5 separate regions of the Mus musculus genome follow, and all the other regions are linked to region 2. Evidence: chromatin contacts called from public promoter capture Hi-C data. All regions are on one chromosome and are shown on one strand. The core of a region is the stretch at or near the end of the contact, and the rest is flanking DNA. Distances in the headings are between cores, read along the strand shown.

The links. Promoter capture Hi-C pulls out the DNA fragments that hold promoters and counts their contacts.
Region 1: a promoter capture Hi-C map of embryonic stem cells shows a contact between it and region 2, with 5 times the contacts expected there. The contact joins the promoter of Rbmxl2 here to the promoter of Tpp1 in region 2. A contact is called at or near these places in 3 of 39 promoter capture datasets (all in embryonic stem cells) and 1 of 115 datasets of contacts at active chromatin or transcription factors (embryonic stem cells).
Region 3: a contact with region 2 is called in a promoter capture Hi-C map of liver, with 6 times the contacts expected there. The contact joins the promoter of Trim30c here to the promoter of Tpp1 in region 2. A contact is called at or near these places in 6 of 39 promoter capture datasets (the 3T3-L1 cell line, the C10 cell line, hippocampal neurons and 2 more).
Region 4: a promoter capture Hi-C map of pre-B cells shows a contact between it and region 2, with 5 times the contacts expected there. The contact joins the promoter of Trim5 here to the promoter of Tpp1 in region 2. A contact is called at or near these places in 3 of 39 promoter capture datasets (liver and pre-B cells).
Region 5: a contact with region 2 is called in a promoter capture Hi-C map of liver, with 8 times the contacts expected there. The contact joins the promoter of Trim12a here to the promoter of Tpp1 in region 2. A contact is called at or near these places in 4 of 39 promoter capture datasets (liver, neutrophils and pre-B cells).

The regions. Positions count from the first base shown.
Region 1 is chr7:107,208,112-107,210,811 of GRCm38.p6, forward strand. It overlaps Rbmxl2 (RNA binding motif protein, X-linked-like 2), which reads left to right and starts at 1,334. Exons shown (of 1, transcript NM_029660.2): 1 at 1,334-2,700. The coding sequence starts at 1,399. The coding sequence ends at 2,556.
Region 2 is chr7:105,750,840-105,753,539 of GRCm38.p6, forward strand. Tpp1 (tripeptidyl peptidase I) reads right to left here and starts at 1,396. Exons shown (of 13, transcript NM_009906.6): 1 at 1,332-1,396; 2 at 1,143-1,214; 3 at 751-890. The coding sequence starts at 1,348. It overlaps Dchs1 (dachsous cadherin related 1), which reads right to left. Exons shown (of 21, transcript NM_001162943.1): 21 at 2,150-2,700. The coding sequence ends at 2,619.
Region 3 is chr7:104,399,442-104,402,141 of GRCm38.p6, forward strand. It overlaps Trim30c (tripartite motif-containing 30C), which reads right to left and starts at 1,337. Exons shown (of 8, transcript NM_001378693.1): 1 at 1,251-1,337.
Region 4 is chr7:104,286,701-104,289,400 of GRCm38.p6, forward strand. Trim5 (tripartite motif-containing 5) reads right to left here and starts at 1,406. Exons shown (of 8, transcript NM_001310602.1): 1 at 1,381-1,406.
Region 5 is chr7:104,314,051-104,316,750 of GRCm38.p6, forward strand. Trim12a (tripartite motif-containing 12A) reads right to left here and starts at 1,445. Exons shown (of 8, transcript NM_023835.2): 1 at 1,361-1,445. It overlaps Gm15133 (predicted gene 15133), which reads left to right and starts at 981. Exons shown (of 7, transcript NR_040749.1): 1 at 981-1,058.

The DNA of each region.
Region 1 (2,700 bases), core at 84-2,583, 1.5 Mb after region 2:
CATTCTTTCCCAGAAATGCTAAGGGTTTTAGGAAGCCCTATACCAAGAAGCCTAGACAAAGACTGTGTTATATGTCTGTAGCTTGTATGAAGGTGTTAACAGTGCAAAATGGAATTAAATGGAATCCAAATGTATTTTGGGGTCAGGTTTCCTAAATGATTTGGTTAGGAAGGAGGCACTCTCCAGAGTGGTGGATGTTCCAATGTTCACCAAAGAGAGGGAGAAAGGATGCAAAAGAACTATATAAGAAATATTTTAAAAATATCACACTAGTCACATAGATAAATCACAAAATATGCTGGGTGAATCAGCAAAATCACAAGAGTTCATTGTGATTACAGAAGTAAATGTATATAAAGCCAAAGAACAGGAAAATTCCACTTGTGGTAGATGAGAAAACAGTGAGCCCAATTGTGAGGAAAGCAGGCACTGTTCTGATGGAAATACAATGGGAGAGTTCCAGTGAGGGGACTGGTAGGCATCTTGACGTGTGGGGGTCATGGTTACATGGATACACACACCCGTGAAAGATTAGGCATCAAACTAAGCACATTTATAAACTTAGAGAACATTAGAGAAAATGGAATAAGAAACTTCTTCCACAGCTGAGGAAAAATATGACAAACCATTTTATAAGAGAAGTTTTAAAAAGGAGGAGAAATAGACAAGATAATCATGGTTAGGATTAAACCTTACAAACTGGCAGGAAGAAATGTGAAAACCATTTTCGTGTACACATATGAGACCAAACGGACAAAGGTTTAAGTAAATAATAATAATAATAATAATAATAATAATAATAATAATAATAATAAGTAAATCCATCTATTCCACTGTTGATTCCCCTTCCAACACCTTCTTCCCTTCAGGGGAAAAAATAAACCCCGCATCTCATGACTAAGCTTTATATACAAACTCCGTTCTAAATCTTTTAAACGACTCCTAATTTCATTTTCCAGGGGGTTGTTTGTTTGTTTGTTTGTTTGTTTTAAACTCGTGTGGGTAACTAGGTTTGGAATGCTTTGGGATTCTTCTCATTAAGAGCAATGGAACTTTCTTTCTTCTTCGCCTAACGGCTTTTGAATTCAGCCGCGCTTCTGGGACGGGGCCCACACGTGAAGCCAGGGCCAGCAGAGTGAGCCGGGAGAGCCCACCGAAGCCACAAACCAGTTTCCGCCTCCCCGAGACACTCGCTTGAGGTGCGGACCTGCCGACCAATCACAGGCAGGAGTCGCCCGTGGCTCAGGGGCCGCCGGGCCCTGCCTTCCGCCCTCCCGCCTACGCACAGCGCTCCCCGACCGGTAGGAGGCGGTCTGGACCAGCCGAGGAGCTCAGTGTCGCGCCGTCTCTCGGCTCTTCACCACCTCAATCGCCGCTGCTGCCGTCGCTGCTGCCGACATGGTTGAAGCCGACCGTCCAGGGAAGCTCTTCATCGGCGGTCTCAACCTCGAGACCGACGAGAAGGGCCTCGAAACCGCTTTCGGCAAGTATGGCCGCATCATCGAGGTGCTCCTGATGAAGGACCGGGAAACCTCCAAGTCCAGAGGCTTCGCCTTCGTCACCTTCGAGAACCCCGCGGACGCCAAGGCCGCAGCCCGAGACATGAACGGCAAGTCCCTGGATGGTAAGGCCATCAAAGTGGCCCAAGCCACCAAGCCGGTGTTCGAGAGCGGCCGGCGCGGGCCCCCTCCTCCCCGAAGCCGCGGCCGCCCGAGGGGCCTGCGCGGGACCCGTGGCGGCGGCCCGAGGCGCCCTCCCTCCCGGGGCGGGTCGGCCGACGAAGGCGGCTACACGGGGGATTTCGACCTGCGGCCTTCGCGGGCCCCCATGCCACTGAAGCGCGGGCCGCCGCCGCGCCGGGCCGGGCCTCCGCCCAAAAGAGCAGCGCCGTCGGGCCCCGCGCGCAGCGGCGCGGGAATTCGCGGGCGGGCGGCGGGCTCCCGGGGACGAGACGGCTACGGGGGCCCGCCGCGCCGGGAGCTGCCACCGCCGCGCCGCGACCCGTACCTGGGCCCGCGCGACGAGGGCTACTCGCCCCGGGAGAGCTATTCGAGCCGCGACTACCCGAGCGCCCGGGACCCGCGCGACTTCGCGCCCTCGCCCCGCGACTACACCTACCGCGACTATGGCCACTCGAGCGCGCGAGACGAATGCCCTTCCCGGGGCTACTGTGAGCGCGACGGCTACGGCGGCCGCGAGCGCGACTACGAGCATCCTAGCGGAGGCTCCTACCGCGACCCCTTCGACAGCTACGGGGACCCGCGTGGCGCCGGTCCTGCCCGAGGGCCACCGCCATCTTACGGCGGGGGCCGCTATGACGAGTACCGAGGCTGCTCGCCCGACGGCTATGGCGGCCGCGACAGCTACCGCAGCGAGCGCTACTCGAGTGGCCGTGAGCGCGTGGGTAGGCCGGAGCGCGGGCTGCCGCCGTCTGTAGAACGAAACTGCCCGGCGCCGCGGGATTCCTACAGCCGCTCGGGCCGCCGGGCGCCCCCGAGGGGCGGAGGCCGCGTGGGAAGCCGCCTGGAGCGAGGGGGAGGCCGGAGCAGGTACTGAGCCCGCTGGCCTCAGGACTGGCATCGGAAGTCTAGAAAAAGAAGAATCAGTTTCCTGGTAACTCATCCAAGGACTAGTCCTAAGAAGAGTTGTTTTTCTTATTTTTACCGTTTTAAGATTTTTTTCCCCCCTTGTTAACTTCCT
Region 2 (2,700 bases), core at 146-2,645:
AGAATACTCTAGAATAGAGAAGGGACTGTTCTGGGGAGTGGGGTGAAGGAGAGGAAGCTTCAAACCAGTCCGGGTACTGGGCAGTAATCCAGAAAGAGAATAAACAACTGAGTTGGTAGCAAGAGGAATGGCCAGAGTGGATTAATCCAAAGACAATTTAGGACTTGAACTAGCAACAGAGGAGGGTGTGGCAGTGGCTATGAGAGTGGGGTAAGGTCCATGACTTGATCATGCACACACACTAAGTGCTAGTCCTCCATTTGAGAGCTGGTAGGGTAAGTGAACATTTCAATCTAGATCTGATTATGAATCATGTGTTCTTAAACACAGCTAGCTACCCCACACCCACCATCTTCCTGGCACTTGAACCTAGGGTTTTTCATATGCTCCGTAAGCACCCACCCTATCAATGAGCTAGCTAGGCCTCTAAAAAAAATTGGTTTTAATGTTGACAATATTGCTACACTGCCCAGGCATGCCTTGGATTCAAAATCGTCCTGTTTTAGTCCAAGTAGCTAGGATTATTACCTCATGCTACTAGGCTTAGATTTGTTCTTAGTTTTAAGACTGAAGAACTCAGGTGGAAATTTTGGTGTGTGTGTGTGTGTGTGTGTGTGTGTGTGTGTGTGTGTATGAATATGGCAGTTATTGTCATTTGTCTGTCATACCAGAAACATGGCCCTACATGATCTGCACCAGCCAGTGCCTGCCTGGTCCTGCCTCCCACTTCCTGCCCCAACTGATAGGCACCATATTGAGGAGAGCTAGGATCCGACACAGCCTGCACCAGCTCCGAGAGTCTTTCCAGGTTCCGCTGTTTCAGCGCAAAAGTGAGACTCAGCTCTTCCTCGGGATCCACGCGGCCCAGGGACACCCAGCCTGGAGGCAGCCTACAGGGTCAGGGACATGATTTGATTAGGCCATAACGAGAAATCCAGATCATGGAAAGTTTGGGATTAAGAACTGAGACTTTGGGTCGAATCCTAGATGCAGATAAGGATCATAGGAGATAAATGACCAGAGATTAAGCCGAGGGGGTGTCGAATAAGGCTACAGAGTGGGTACTAGGAGCAGTTGAGGATGAGGAAAGCTAGGACCAAGCGTCTGCAGAGACAGGCACCTGTAGTACTAAATCAACTCACATCCACCGCTGGTCCGGCTCAGGGTTGTAAGTGCATTTGCCGGCGATGACGAGAGCAAGGAGCCCTAGGAGGCTGCAGGGACAGCAGGTGGGTTTCATCAGGAGCCGAACCCTCATTGTACTCCTTCTACAACATGTAATCCCTCTAATGTAATCCCCCTTAGCTACCCTCCCCACCTCAGTTTCTCACCGGGCTTGGAGTCCCATTTTGGCTTTCAGGCTGATCTGTAGTCATGTGATAAGTCACATGAGCATGGTCTGGCACCTCCCCCATCTCCCTGCCTAGTAACTAGTGACGTTGCTGACTCCTCCCTCCCAAATGAGCTGTTCTGAATGCTGGGGCTGCTATTAGAATTCTATGCTGTGTTGAGCATCTAAGCCCAGGGCTCCTCTTCACCTGCTGCCCAAGTCTGTCTGTCTCTAAAGGAATCATAAAGGAGTGGGCTCTGAAGCCCCATAGGTATGGGCTGCTCCTGGCCGTACAATATTAGAAAAACAAGCTCTCAGAGCCTAGGTTTCTTCACTTAAAATTCAGTGACTGTTACGTAAAAGAAATGTGCCTCATACTTGGGAGTAAAAGTGGACATTGCAATAAAGCAAGCCTATGGAGCCAAGACTGACCTGGCAGACTCAACTAATGTGAGCTCTTATGAATGTGGACATTTCATGTTTCCAAGGTGTGTGTGTGTGGGGGGGGGGGGTTGGGGATTTCTTCACTTACCTACTCTTAATAATCACCATATCTTATTCCAGACCCTCAGGCTTAGGACCCTAGACTGCTTCCTACTCTGTCAGTCTCTGCAGGAAACCACTGCAGTTCAAGTCCTGACCATGTTAGAGGGGAAAGCAGCAGAGATCCCAAGGCTAGGCTTCTGAGCTCTCAGTGCCAACCCTACTCCTACATGTCCTGTTGTCCGCCCTCCCTCTGGGCCTCCTTGGCTACTGTGCCAGGTATCCACAGTGCTACGCCAGTGACTTCTGGTTACCCTGACAGAACAGAGCCAGAGGCTGGATACAAACTGCAGTTTATTAAGGCTCCAGAGTGAGAATTGGCACTTGTTCTGGGCAGGGGCAGGGATGTCAGAAGAACCCAAAAGAGCTGGGCCCAGATTGGAGGGACCTCCCCATCCCCCTAACCCCCAATAAATAAAGTCTCAGCTCCATCGCAGGGCGCTGGTGCAGGGCAGGAAGTCTTGGCTGAAGAGAACCCAAGGCTGTTGCCTCATTCTTATTTCTCTCCACACTGGATCTGGCCACAGGTCATGACCAACAGGCCCTCTGTGGTCCTAGTGCTGAAGGAACTGCAGAGAAATGTGGGACCTGTCCCAGCTATAAGAGTTTAAGGTGGAGAGCAGGGGACTGGTGGTGGCCTCCCCATAGTCAGTCATGGTCCGAGGCTGCCCAGGGCAGGCTGAGAATGGGGCCTGCTTTGGGGACACTGGACGTGTCCCAGGTCGGGGCCCAGTTAGGGCCACAGCTAGATGCGCAGCTCTGTGTCATCCGGAGGCTCCAGGCCAGACTCTGTACTGAGTGCTGAAGCTGAGGGGCCCTGGGCTACC
Region 3 (2,700 bases), core at 87-2,586, 1.4 Mb before region 2:
TGTTTACCTGTAATCTCTGCAGCTGTGGAGGCTGACACTGGACAATTCCATGAGTTTAGGATGAGATCTATAGGGACATCATGTTCCAAAGGAATAGAAATCTGACACTTCCTGAAAGTGTGCTTCTCCAGTGTTTTTTCTCTCTCATACTCCCTCTGTCTCTCCCTGTGTCTGTCTGCCTGCCTCTGTCTGTCTCCCTTTCTTCCTCTCTCCCTTTCTCCCTTTCTTCCTCTCTCTCTCATTCAAGTACTACAACTTCTAAGAAAAGTGTGTTCAGTGAAGCAGTCAGGTAGAACAGATATTATTATAATCATTTGGCATAGTAAAATACAAAAATCATCTAAGGCTAGTGGCAAATTTCCAAGAACAAGTTAATACATTTTTATGATCAGTTGTTGTTTAACATCTAGTACCTGATTTTCTGTAAATCTTCAAAGCATATATTTGAAGTATTTTTATTCTTTTTATTTAAGGCTTTCTTAAACAATATACGAAAGCCTATTTCCAATGATACATGTGCAGCCATGTAAAATTTTATTGTTGGGAAAGTTTTTAGTTATCAATTCTATCTTATGCATGATTTATAAAGTGAAATGTTGGTTTTTCCAGAGATAAGGCCATGGTTAGTGACCCCATCTCAAGGGATGGTTTCTTACCCATTATTCTTACTTAAGATCTTAGCCTAAGCTATCAGGAACATCTTGTAAATAAAAAAATGAATAAAAAAGATAAAACAGATAAATTGCCATGAGAACTAGGGCTCAATATTTTATTTCAGCCAAGAGTTCCACAACTGGTTCTAGGAGGCCTCCTTCTTTTGAAGTTTTCACCTCAGTCTGTGGAACTTGTCACACAGATTCTACTGAGGTTGGAGTGGCATACATGAATAGGTAGCTGCAGGAAGGTCAGGACTTCTAATCACAGGGACAGAAACATAGGGAATGAATCCATAGAATCATGGGTAAATCCATTATTACTCAGATAAATCTTAAACTTTTGTTTTCAAACTCTGCCCTGGCTCTACTTTTGAGGGAGAGCAGTTTCTCTCTTGGAGCAGGAGATTCATGTGCAACTCAAAATTAAAGATTAGGAAAGAAGAGAGTAAATTTGGAGAAATAACCGGATCTCTTCAGCCCATGAGAGCTATTTCCCCAGGCCACCCTTCCCTCTGACTCCTAGGCCCAGAACACTCAGCAGAAAGCCAGCAGTTCTCCACCTCCCCTTCCTTCTTAGTTTCAAATTAAACTCACCAAAGCAGAGACAGTGCTTTCTTCTAAATTCCTCCCAACTCTGCAGTCTAATATTGTTCTCACACCTTCAAACACCAACCAAATGACCCAGAATCATGGAGAGGAGCAAAGTCTATACCCTGAGAACTTAGTCACTAAGCTTCTAAGAATTTAGTCACGGGCTCTGGTGAACCACAAGAGAAATGAAAGTTAAGACTTTGAGGGGTGGAACTGAGAAAAAGGAACCACAGAACTATCAACCAACAGGGTGGTACCCCATTATTAACTGGGGTTTTACTACCAGAGGGAGTCAGTTGCCTTAGGTCAGCTCTGCCTTCCAGTAACTTGGGACATTTTCAGAGCTACAGGAACTTGTTATGTCACTTGTTCAGACTCATGATACAATCATCCAAAAAGTTCCTGACCCTCTGGAAATCTGCCTGTGATGGAAAGAAAGCTTTCCCCATGGGCTTCTCCTGCACCTGAGCTCCTGTGCTGGCTTTGCCTAGGTGGCAAGTGTGGCCCAAAGGGAAGGAAAAAACAAGACTAGGGACAGAAAGCTGCAGTGTTCCTCTGAGGTTGGAGCTGGACTCTTGTAGGATGAGAACAGGAAGGAAGTTGCAGTTCAGGGAAGCTGCCACACAAGCAAGATTCCTCATCCATCAGGGACAGGATGGGGAGGAGTCATGTGCAGAGCCAGGCAGAAATACCTCACTACCCTCACAGCAGAGAGAGTAGTGAGTTGCAGAGGGCTCTCCAGCTGCCCCATGATGTCCCCAGATTATGTATTCTGTGGCTGAAAAGACCTAGTCCTTTCACAGTGTTGATCTGACCCATGCATTCATTTCCCCCTTCCAGGGCTCCCTCACCAGAATGTCTTAGTTGTTTCCATTTGATTTAGGATTTGTATTAAAGAGCAACAATACTGATGTAACATTCCCTGACTAGAAGGTAGAAATCTGTAGGGTTGTGAATGGGCTTCTCTGGGCCTAGTGTTCACCTAGAACCTAAGTGATGGAGCCCAGTGATGGAACCTAAGCGCTGTACTAAATCAGGTGTGGAGACACACACACGTGTCATCTGTCGTCCTTACTCTTCTACTATTGGGATAAACACCATGACTAGGGCAAGTTATAAAGAAAGTGTTTGACTTGGGGCTCAAGTTAAATGGATTAGAGTTCATGACCACCACAGTGGAGAGCCTGATAACAGGCAGGGAGACACAGTGCTGGAGCAGGAAGTGAGAAGTCACAACTTGAGACACTATCTTGGCACAAACCTGAGGCAGAAAGAGAATGGTGGTGGTGGTCAGAATCTATTGAATCCTGAAAGCTTGCACCCATGCCATACCTTCTCCAAGAATGCCACACTCCTAATCTTTCCTGAACAGTGTCCTGATAACTGAGAACCAAGTATTCAAAAATCTTAGCCTCTGGGGCCATTGTTATTCAAACCAGCACAGGATGCCCCT
Region 4 (2,700 bases), core at 156-2,655, 1.5 Mb before region 2:
AGGGACAAGAACCAATTGTTGAGAAAGCAAAACCCACAAAATCAACCTTGACAGGATGTCTTCTGGGCACCTAGATCAGCTTGAGCAAAGCCATGATATCCCTAATCACACATCTCTCTCTCAAACTTTTTTTTTTTAATTTGACATTTTTAACATCAAACAAAAATTTAATTTTCATTCTTTAAAGGTAGAAAGAGGCTGTTGCAGTCATGTGCTCCTGACACTACAGAGACTTGGAAGTGGGGCTGTCAGAAAAGCTGGAGACCAGTCTGGGCAACATAAAACATATCCTCTCTCCAAGAAACCTTACAAAAGCTGGCACTTCGGGGAAAATCTTCAGATGTGTCATTGGAGCATGCTCATAGTAGTTTTCCCATCTTCAAACACCCCTTCCCCTCTGCGTGGGAACTGAACCCAAAGCTTGAAAAGTACCCTATCACTGAACTAAGTCACAGATGTCTTTTAAAAAAATATTCTATGAATGAGTCTTATTGAGTTGCTGATGATGGCCATCAATTTATAATCCTTCTGCCTCCTGTGTATCTGGAATCTCAAGCTGGGCTGAAGTTTATATTGGTATGGAGAAAATATCTGAAGGAGAAGGAAATAGCTGAAGTTATTCCCGGGCTTGGGACTGTCAAACAGGGTCGGTGATTAAATAACAGGCTCTCAGTCTCTGGTACTAAACTGAGAGAAACTCTGGGACTCTTAGAGGAGTATTTTGCAACTTTCTTAATGCTTCAACTCTTTAGAAAACTTCCTCGTGTTGTATTGACCCCAACCATAAAACTGTCGTCTTTGCTACCTCTTAACTATATTTTTCTATTGTTGTGAATCATAATATGAATGTATGACATGCGAGATATCTAAAGTGAAACTCCCGTGAAAAGGTCATTCAAACGGGTCCGATCCGGTAAAGAACCAAAGCTCTAGAGTATGCGGAAGTACCACTTTATCAAACAAAAACGCTTTAAAAAGCAGAGGCTCTGATCCAGCTTTGCTGCCTGAAAAAAGAATGACTGTCATAGACAACAATGTTCTGGATCTCGTCGACAAGGTACAATTCAAAATTACAGATTGTGAATCGGAAGGGGGAGACTAAATCTGGACAACAGGCATCTTTAAAGTAGTTTTTTTTTTGTTGTTGTTGTTGGTTTTTTGTTGTTGTTGTTGAGGAGGCACCTCCCTCAAGCTCCCCCATTTGCATTTTCAAACAGAGGCCAGTAGCCCCTCCCCCTTCCCCTCCCCCGCTTTTACAGGATAAACTGACCCAAGCAAAAGCAATGTTCTCCTTTCAAAGTCTTCAAAAGTCTGCCCCCTAAAATTGCTCAGCCCGTTATCAGACGCCAGAAAGTTGTAAACCAGGGAGAATTAACTCACCAATCCAGAACTTCAAGGTATTTCCGGCTAAAATCTAGAGAAAGGAAAGTTTGAGCTCTGGAAATGAAACAGAAACCACAACTCTACAGACCAATGAGATGCCTTTGCATAAGCCTGCAGAACCCCACTGACTGAGGAAGTTACCCTCATATCAGCATTGGCTGGCTCTGGAAACTGGGGAGGAGTTATGTGCAGAGCCAGGCAGAAACACCTCACCACCCTCACAGCAGAGAGTAATGAGCTGTAGAGGGCTCACCAGCTGCCCCATGGTCTCCTCCAGATTATGTATTATGTGGCTGAACGAACAGACTTAGTCCTTTTCCAGTGCTGATCTGATCCACCCATTCATTTCCTCCCTTTTAGGAGTCCCTCACCAGAATGTCTTGGAGGTTCCTATTTGGCTTAGAGGTGTATTGAACACCTATATAGTGACTCAGCACTAATGGATTAGAAGGGGGAAATCTGTAGAGCTGGGAATGAGGTTCAGTTGACATAGTGCTTACCTATCAAGCATGGAGCACTGGGATGGTCCTCAGAAGTGTACAAAACCAGCTGTGGTGGCCCCTGCGGTCTATCTTCCTTACTCTTCTACTGCTCTGATAAATACCATGACTAGGACAAGTTACAAGTAGAGTGTTTAATTTGGCACACACAGTTCCTATGGGTTAGAGTTCATGACCACCACAGTGGAGAGCCTGATAACAGGCAGGGAGACACGGTGCTGGAGCAGAAAGTGAGAAGTCACAACTGGAGACACAATCTTGACAGAAACCTGAGGCAGAGAGAGAATGGTGGTGTTGGTCAGAATCTATTGAATCCTGAAAGCTTGCACCCATGCCATACCTTCTCCAAGAATGCCACACCCCTAATCTTTCCTGAACAGTGTCCTGATAGCTGAGAGCCAAGTATTCAAAAGATCTTAGCCTTTGGGGCCATGGTTATTCAAACCGGCACAGGAAGCCACTGCCTTGCAGCTGGCTGCATGAGGATCAGGAGGTCAAAGCCATCCTCAGCCATGGTGACTGACATCAGGATGGCGTGGGAAACACCTGAAGCTTTCCAAAGAAAAAAGGAAGGGAGAAAGAAAGAGAGGAATCAATCAATAAATCACAAATTAATTAAAGAAAGTCAGTTGTGTGAGTGAATGTTGGAGAAGCCACCATCACCTGTCTCATCCCCTTTCCTGTTTGCCTCTCTAATTATTTCCCTACATTCTCTGATCTACTGATATATGGAATGATGAGTGACAGCAGACATAACTCTGTAGTTTGAATTTATTTCATATACTTACAACTGTCTTATACTCTTCTTCCTTTCAGA
Region 5 (2,700 bases), core at 195-2,694, 1.4 Mb before region 2:
ACAGGGACAAGAACCAATTGTTGAGAAAGCAAAACCCACAAAATCAACCTTGACAGGATGTCTTCTGGGCACCTAGATCAGCTTGAGCAAAGCCATGATATCCCTAATCACACATCTCTCTCTCAAACTTTTTTTTTTTAATTTGACATTTTAAACATCAAACAAAAATTTAATTTTCATTCTTTAAAGGTAGAAAGAGGCTGTTGCAGTCATGTGCTCCTGACACTACAGAGACTTGGAAGTGGGGCTGTCGGAAGAGCTGAAGACCAGTCTGGGCAACATAAAACATATCCTCTCTCCAAGAAACCTTACAAAAGTTGGCACTTTGGGGGAAATCTTCAGATGTGTCACTGGAGCATGCTCATAGTAGTTTTCCCATCTTCAAACACCCCTTCCCCTCTGCGTGGGAACTGAACCCAAAGATTGAAAAGTACCCTATCACTGAACTAAGTCACAGATGTCTTTTAAAAAAATATTCTATGAATGAGTCTTATTGAGTTGCTGATGATGGCCATCAATTTATAATCCTTCTGCTCCTGTGTATCTGGAATCTCAAGCTGGGCTGAAGTTTATATTGGTATGGAGAAAATATCTGAAGGAGAAGGAAATAGCTGAAGTTATTCCCGGGCTTGGGACTGTCAAACAGGGTCGATGACTAAATAACAGGCTCTCAGTCTTTGTTACTAAACTGAGAGAAACTCTGGTTCTCTTAGAGGAGTATTTTGCAACTTTCCTAATGCTGCAACTCTTTAGAAAACTTTCTCGTGTTGTATTGACCGCAACCATAAAACTGTGGTCTTTGCTTCCTCTTAACTATATTTTTCTACAGTTTTGAATCATAATATGAATGTATGACATGCGAGATATCTAAAGTGAAACTCCCGTGAAAAGGTCATTCAAACGGGTCTGATCCGGTAAAGAACCACAGCCCTAGAGTATGCGGAAGTACCACTTTATCACACAAAAACGCAGTAAAAAGCAGAGGCTCTGATCCAGCTTTGCTGCCTGGAAAAAGAATGACTGTCATAGACAACAAAGTTCTGGATCTCGTCGACAAGGTACGATTCAAAATTACAGATTGTGAATCGGAAGGGGGAGACTAAATCTGGACAACAGGCATCTTTAAAGTAGTTTTTTGTTGTTGTTGTTGTTGAGGAGGCACCTCCCTCAAGCTCCCCCATTTGCATTTTCAGCCAGAGGCCGGCAGCCCGTCCCCCTTTCCCTCCCCCGCTTTTACAGGATAAACTCACCCAAACAAAAGCAATGTTCTCCTTTCAAAGTCTTCAAAAATCTGCCCCCTAAAATTGCTCAGCCCTTTATCAGACGCCAGAAAGTTGTAAACCAGGGAGAATTAACTCACCAATCCAGAACTTCAAGGTATTTCCGGCTAAAATCTAGAGAAAGGAAAGTTTGAGCTCTGGAAATGAAACAGAAACCACAACTCTACAGACCAATGAGATGCCTTTGCATAAGCCTGCAGAACCCCACTGACTGAGGAAGTTACCCTCATATCAGCATTGGCTGGCTCTGGAAACTGGGGAGGAGTTATGTGCAGAGCCAGGCAGAAACACCTCACCACCCTCACAGCAGAGAGTAATGAGCTGTAGAGGGCTCACCAGCTGCCCCATGGTCTCCTCCAGATTATGTATTATGTGGCTGAACGAACAGACTTAGTCCTTTTCCAGTGCTGATATGATCCACCCATTCATTTCCTCCCTTTTAGGAGTCCCTCACCAGAATGTCTTGGAGGTTCCTATTTGGCTTAGAGGTGTATTGAACACCTATATAGTGACTCAGCACTAACGGATTAGAAGGGGGAAATCTGTAGAGCTGGGAATGAGGTTCTGTTGACATAGTGCTTGCCTATCAAGCATGAAGCACTGGGATGGTCCTCAGAAGTGTACAAAACCAGCTGTGGTGGCCCCTGTGGTCTATCTTCTTTACTCTTCTACTGCTCTGATAAATACCATGACTAGGACAAGTTACAAGTAGAGTGTTTAATTTGGCACTCACAGTTCCTATGGGTTAGAGTTCATGACCACCACAGTGGAGAGCCTGATAACAGGCAGGGAGACATGGTGCTGGAGCAGAAAGTGAGAAGTCACAACTGGAGACACAATCTTGACAGAAACCTGAGGCAGAGAGAGAATGGTGTTGGTGGTCAGAATCTATTGAATCTTGAAAGCTTACACCCATGCCATACCTTCTTCAAGAATGCCACACTCCTAATCTTTCCTGAACAGTGTCCTGATAGCTGAGAACCAAGTATTCAAAAGATCTTAGGCTTTGGGGCCATTGTTATTCAAACCGGCACAGGATGCCACTGCCTTGCAGCTGGCTGCATGAGGATCAGGAGGTCAAAGCCATCCTCAGCCATGGTGACTGACATCAGCATGGCATGGGAAACACCTGAAGCTTTCCAAAGAGAAAAGGAAGGGAGAAAGAAAGAGAAGAATAAATAAATAAATCACAAATTAATTAAAGAAAGTCAGTTGTGTGAGTGAATGTTGGAGAAGCCACCATCACCTGTCTCATCCCCTTTCCTGTTTGCCTCTCTAATTATTTCCCTACAGTCTCTGTCTTCTGAAATATGGAATGATGAGTGACAGCAGACATAACTCTGTAGTTTGAATTTATTTCACATACTTACAACTGTCTTATACTCTTCTTCCTTTCTGATAGCCTGACCCTAAATGAGCT